Regions from separate parts of the Rattus norvegicus genome. Here region 1 is linked to region 2. A link is a contact called in public Hi-C data. All regions are on one chromosome and are shown on one strand. Each heading gives the region's core, a stretch centred on a gene start, on an enhancer-like site or on the middle of the called end of the contact. The rest is flanking DNA. Distances are from core to core; before and after follow the strand shown. Region 1 has its middle 26 kb from the start of Prkca. Region 2 overlaps Prkca (protein kinase C, alpha).

The links. Hi-C and Micro-C count contacts between places; a contact is called where the count stands out from the background.
Region 1: a contact with region 2 is called in a Hi-C map of liver, with 2.6 times the contacts expected there. The contact joins two enhancer-like sites. A contact is called at or near these places in 2 of 12 Hi-C or Micro-C datasets (liver and mammary epithelial cells).

Annotation. Positions count from the first base shown.
Region 1 is chr10:93,811,279-93,814,480 of GRCr8, reverse strand. No RefSeq gene overlaps it. Among named protein-coding and RNA genes, the nearest start is that of Prkca, 26 kb to the right of the region's middle. Within about 2 kb of position 1,455, at least 3 of the 93 cell types and tissues checked have an H3K27ac peak or open chromatin away from gene starts, as enhancers often do. A contact at or near this core is called in liver, where this site is marked.
Region 2 is chr10:93,657,080-93,660,540 of GRCr8, reverse strand. The region is part of intron 2 of Prkca (protein kinase C, alpha); the gene reads left to right. Among named protein-coding and RNA genes, the nearest start is that of Prkca, 130 kb to the left of the region's middle. Within about 2 kb of position 1,395, at least 17 of the 93 cell types and tissues checked have an H3K27ac peak or open chromatin away from gene starts, as enhancers often do. A contact at or near this core is called in liver, where this site is marked.

The DNA.
Region 1 (3,202 bases), core at 206-2,705, 150 kb before region 2:
ATATACATATATATGTACACACATATATATACATATATATGTGTGTGTGTGTATATATATATATATATATATATCATGTACAAGCTTTTATGTAGCTGTATATTTTCATTTTCCTGGGAACTGCCCTGTCTGTTTTTAAGGGACACCATGACAGTCGTTATGCACCAGTCTTATGCGATTCCCCAACAAGACGAAGCCCAGCACCCGCCTGGCTGTGAGCGGCTCCGAGACTCTGTGCTTCTTGTTGCCCGTCTGAGTTTCCACACTTTTATTTTGAGGAAACAGTCCCAAGCAGAACTCCCACTATGCATCCCTCTGGTTCTTTCTTTGGACCATCCAAGATAGGATGATGATTAGGATATGAAACTCTGCGTGTTCCAGCTTCGTTCCGTTGCTGTGATAAAAACTCTGGCCAAAGGCAGCCTAGAGGGGGACAGGGTTTGTTGCAGCTCGCAGGTTATAGTCTGTGCCTGAGGGAGGTGATGGCAGGAACTCAAGCAGGAACTTGGAGCTGAGATCATGGGGGAGGTGACGGTGGAGAGAGTGTGTCATCTGGACGCCACAGAGCAGCCACACATACGAATGCATGGCGGTTATGATAGGACGAATCTAACCTCTGTAAACCACAGCCAGACCAAATCCCAGCATGGAGAGCAGAGCGGGCACCCTTAGCTGTGGAATGACTGACAGCCGTAAACCGTTGGGGGAGGGAGGATCCATTTTCTCCTAGAGTGTAGCTCCCCTCTCCCTGTAAGTCAACTGTACTCTAGTGGAGGACCACACATCCAAGAATATTTTGGTTGGCATGAATTGGTCTTGACGGGTTTTGTTTGTTTATTTTGTTTGACACAAAGTTGGGTGGGTAGTGAAGTGGGGTGAATCTGGGAAATATTGGGGGGAAGTGAATATAATCAAAACATGTATGAAACTCTCAACTAATAAAAAAAAGAAATAAGCTGTGGAGAAATACTGCTCGCTGGCTCACTTTCAGACCCGTCCTTGGCCAGCTTTCTCATACAGAAGCACCTACACAGGGGATGGTACCACCCACAGTGGTCTAGGCCCTCCTATGATTAACAATCAAATCAATCCTCCACAGACATTCCCCCTGGCCGGTTTGATATGGCCAATCAAGAATCATGTCTCAGGTAACTCTGGGTTGTGTCAACTTGACAGTTAAAATTAACTAGAAAACCGTGGGTTTCCAAATCTGTTCACATACCTGTTCTCAGGCGTCAGAGAGAGAGAAGTGGTGTCTCCAGTTTCAGTAAAGGCAGATGGGGGTCTTTGGGACGAGCAGAGAAGAGAAGCATCTTGTCGATGGCATGCGATGCTATCAGGAATCCGTTTTAGCCTATGGATTCCCACAACAGTCACAGAGATGTGGCTGATGTCAGAGAGGTTGGTGACTTGCTTGAGGCTGTCCAGTAAGGGAAGGACAAACAGGCCAGTCTGGAGACAAGTCTGTTGCGTTCCAGCAACTGTGCTCTTAACACCCTGCCCCCCCCCACAAGCCTGCCTTACAGTGCCCCTCCCGGCAAGGCAGCAATTCCCTAATGGCATGGAGTAAGAGTATCTTCTTGGCTCTCCACCCTACCGCAAAGAAAGCCAATGCTGGTTTTTTTTTTTTCTTCTTTTGCTTCTACTCCTGTAAATTTCCCATTCCTGGCGAGCAGCTGGCTTTCCTTGTTTTCCCTGGATAGAATGCAATCTCCAATTGCTTTTCAGCAATCGTCGATTGAACACGTGCCTCTGTTTCTTGTTTTTGCCAGCACTGACGTGCTGCCTCTTACACAGTCCTCTAGGGCAAGGATCATCCCTGTGGGCGAGTAAGGCACCATCTCCTGGTTGGAATTCAGTATACGTGCCTCAGTGGCAAAGGCTCTAAAACAAAACACCAGAAGCTTCCACCTGCTGCTGCTTCCACTGCTCCAAGGGTGCTGACCGTAAAACCGCAAAACTTTCAAACTGCTGGAAATCAATTGCTTCATTCAAGACCCATGAGATATATGATAACAGGGAAAAAAAAGTAGTCTATACCAGCAACGGAGAAAAATGAAGACACCAGGATTTGGTGGGAAGAATAGCTGATCGGAGTGGGAAACCCAGTGTGAGTCCAGGTTCTGTCTTTTTCTCTAGCTGTTTGAATCTGACTAAAGTAATTGATTTCTCTGAACCACAGAATGAGGTTTCGATGAAGATAGAATCAGATTATACTTACGAAAGCTTTCGATAAATGTTAGGGGAGAATTAGGTGGCTCAGTGGGTAAAGGTGCTTGCTGTCAAAGTCTGGGGACCTGAGGCAAATTATGGAACTCATATAATGGTGAAAGGAGGGAACTGACTCTACACAGTTGTCCGTTGACCTCCAAATAAGTATCTTGGCACATGCCCCTGACTGCCCCACCCCCTAAATTTTAAGAAAGGTTAGGTCTGTCGTTACTGTTTCTACAAAAATACATGTTTCTATTTCCTGGAAGAGCGGGCTAATATCTGAAAGACAGAATAGTTGTGAATAGTCTCTTTGCAAAAAAGGAAATAAAACAAAAATCAAAGCATTGACTTACAGACTCTGTCGCATGAATAAAACGACTCTAGGAGCTCACTAAAACCACATGCAAATCCCAGGAAGGGCCCGGATGCTTTAAAGGGCTACATCTCAAGAGCTGGTTCCACAGTGAACAGTGTGGCAAGTCCAGCTAGAGACTTAGACAAAAACGCCAAGTCTCAAGTCCCACCTGGACCCATCGAGTCTGGAACTCTGAAGGTTGCACCTTGTAACCCGTATTTAACAGGTGCTGAGGTGAGATTTTGGTAGCTGAGGTGTGACAGCTGCTTTAATACACGAGCCTCGGGGCTGGAGGTGTCATTGAGCTGGTAATGTGTTTGCTTAGCGCACATGAAGCTCTGAGTTTGGTCTCTAGTATCTTGCAGCCGGGTCACGGTAGCACAGGCCCGTAATCCCAGCACTCAGTGGGCAGAGGCAGGAGGGCTGGAAGTTCAAGGTCACCCTTGGCTACAAAGAGAATTCAAGGTCATCGGGGAATAAAAAAGACCCTGTTTCAAAATAGGAAAGAAATTTAATTAATTAATTAATTAATTAATTAATTAATAGATAGTATGCAACCTCAGTTGGTCCTTAGCACAAAGGTGGTAGGTTTTACTGCCCCTGAATTATTGTCCAGAAAACAGAAGAGGCTCA
Region 2 (3,461 bases), core at 146-2,645:
TGAGTTGAAGGCTAGCCTGGGCTATGCAGTGAGTTCTAGGCAGCCAGAGCTACACAGCAACACACACACACACACACACACACACACACACACCAAATAAGTAAATAAATAATAAAGCTATTTTAAAGTACTGGTGGGTTTGGAATAGGTTTCTTTTTCTCTTAAAATTTTTTTCTTGGTTAGCTTATTCTAGTGTTCAGTTCATGAGGGTTTGTCAGTTTTAAGCACCCCCTCTCTGACCATTTCTTCCCTGTTCACATAGAGAGGCAAGGAGGGACACCCAGCTGTATTCCGGGGACTCTGTTTGCCTTTAGCGCAGTTATCGATCTGCCTCTCTGGGGAGAGTTTTTAAGCAAATAATTATTTGGGCATGCTAGTTTTCTTTCAGTACCCAGGTCTTGCTCTGTGCCTGTTTTATTCTCTCATCTAGAACCATGCAACTCCCCCAAAGTCTGTGAGTGTTACACAGCACATGTGCAGGAAGAACCTGCCCGGGGACCCTGAGTCATCCATCCGCATTCATCCTGGGGATGAATCATTCAGGAGTACAGGTCTTCCAGCTCAGGCCTGTCTTGCAAAGTTGATTTGTTTAAAAATTCACACTTGCTTTGGGCTTATTTCCTATACCAAGAGTTGTATTGTTTTGTTTCCGAGCAAGTTTAAAGGCGTGGGCTTGCTTGGCTTCAGTGACCATGCAGGGTGATGAGTTGTGTCGTTGACTGTAGACTTGACCGTGACGTCATAGATAAGCGCAGATGCACTCACAACCCTTGTGCCTGAAGTCATGGTCATGACCTCGGCTAGATGACTATAATAATAATTTTGTTTGTTTGATTTTTGAGACAAGGCCTCTTTTTCCATAACCCTCCAGCTCGCTGGGTGCATATTGCCACAGTGCATGTGGAAGTCAGGGACAACTTGTAAGAGTCAGTCTTCTCCTACCGTGTAAGTCCTAGGGATTGAACCCAGGTTTTCAGGCTTGGTGGCAGCTGCTTTTAACTGCACAGCCATTTTGCCAGCCTCTAAATTTAATATCAAACTGATGCATGGAAGTATAAAAGTTATAAGTATTTGGGGTACTGTGTGACTCTATGATACATGTATCATTATGTAGAGCACATAGACAGAACACACAGACACACAGACAGAGCACACAGACTCACAGACAGAGCATACAGACACACAGACACACAGAGGACACAGACACGCAGACACATAGAGCACACAGATGTGGATACAGAGCACACAGATGTGGATACAAAGCACACAGATGCACATGCAGAGCACACAGACACACAGACACAGAGCACACAGGCACACAGACAGAGCACACAGGCACACAGACAGAGCACACAGACACACAGACAGAGCACACCAGGCACCACAATGACCTCAGTAAGAAGCCAGCAGCTTTTCTGCCTTTGGCGCCCAGTTCTCCAGTGGGAAGCCATCCTGTCAGTGTTTGCCTGTGTGGGCGCTCAGGCAACATGCACGTGTGTGCAGAGGCTAAAGGTCTTCTTTGGATGCCCTCCTTTATAATTCTCCACCATACTATTTGAGACAGGTTCTCTCAGTAAACCTGAGGTCTATCTAGAAAGTCCTGGGGATCTGTCTGTCTGTCTTCTCTGCCACCCTGGTGGCTCTTTCGTGGGATCTGGGGATTCAAACTCAGGTCCCCATGCTTGTGCAGCAAATACTTTCCCCACTGAGTGCTAGGAAACTATCGTCAATTCTGTCACTTGAGGAAACACAGCGCATCTACCGCTCACTGCTGTGTGCAGAGCGCCGTCCCTAGCATTTGTAAAGATTCCCGGGCAAGCCTGTACCTTTTTCTATAGTCAATGGATAGATGTTTTTTGGCAATCGAGCTGCACATGTGGAAAGAATTTATGTGTGGGTGGAGGAAACATCTGGCAGCCGAGCAGAGAGGTGGGGACGGGTCCCTCGCGGAGTGGCTGAGAGCTTGAAACTGAGCCAAAGGGCCTGTGTATGCGTCATGCGCTTCTGGCAAGCTCTCTAACTCCAGAAGCCCTCTCTGGGCTTCTAGGCACTTGGTGTGGAGTTAAGGGGGCTCTGAGTTATTCTGGAAAGTTTCCAAGTGAACAGCAAGCAGCTGCCTCTCCCTTCCAGGTCCTTTTTGTACTCATCACAACACAGAACGAACTTCTTGGCAAATGATCATTCACCGTAAGTTTGCCACATTGGATGTTGCAAAAATAAATAAATCAAAGTTAGACTCCATGCTGCCAAGAACTGATACGTCTCCCACTAAAATTCAGACATCACTCATTTTGCTGTAAAGCACAAAGACTTAGATGTTTGAGATTTTAAAATAAAAGTCAACCTTATTTCCACGTCTCTCCAGGGCAGGGGACAAGAGTGGGACTTGGATCAATGCTACTAGAAAAAGCTTTGCCTGTGGCATTCTCTCCCACAGGGGTCAAGGAGGGAAAGCCTCAGTGGGAATCCAAACTGTGACCCTTCTTCCTTCCTAAAAGAGGCTGGAAATTGCTCATGTCCTCAGGTTGAAGTTTGAAGCTGGCATTTGATACCGGAGAGTGATTCATTTTTCACTGTAGCAAGGCATGCTTGAACTGAAAGTAAAACCACACTAGCGCCCAAGCAGAAACTGCAAGAGAAGGTTTGCCATGCGCTGTCACCTCAGCTTCTCTGAAGGCATGGGTTCTAATGGCAGCTTTCTGTGTAGCAAGTCTTCTCATTCTCCGGCTTTCAGCCGCTTGCAGAAGTTTAGCCACACGTCTCACCTGCTGGCGAGAGATGGTGTGGGGAGATTTTAGCCTACATAGTACCTTACAAACTGAGACCCTAGCATTGGACATAACGATTACCATGAACAGTTGAGGCTCATGGACACCAAGGAGTTTGAATGAGGCATTGATCCCTTGCTGTCTCCCCACTGCATGCTACAACAGCAGATTCTACTCGGAACGGTTATTAAAATATAACATGTTGTTCCTGGTTGGCTTAAGGTAAACAAACCCAGTTTCCTCATTTGTAAAAAGAGACTCAGTGATGTCTTACTTTATAGTGAGCAGAAATGCTTAGGGGAACATCTTTTTCTTGAGCTCAAGAAAATACCAGAAATGGTGCCCATCCTGGTACTTTTAAATTAGGAAGGGGGCTGAGATGGGGCCTCAGTGGTCGATCGTTGCCCCACATTGAGGAGACTGTAGTTTCGTCCTTTGCGCCTCAAAAATAATCAAATACGAATTCATCAAATGAAGGCAGAGTGATTTTTGTTTGTACATTAAAGGTTGCTTTCTTTGCTCTGCAGAGTGCACATGCCAAGTTCCTCCTCTCACCATTCATTCTCCTCCCTACTGTGACACCTTTGGTCTTGAGAATGCTAGCTTGCTGTCCCCCATTCCCTCTCAGCTTCTTTTTTTATATTTCTGCTCAGCTAAAATGCAAGCTGAAGACTGATGTCTCTTGAATGATAA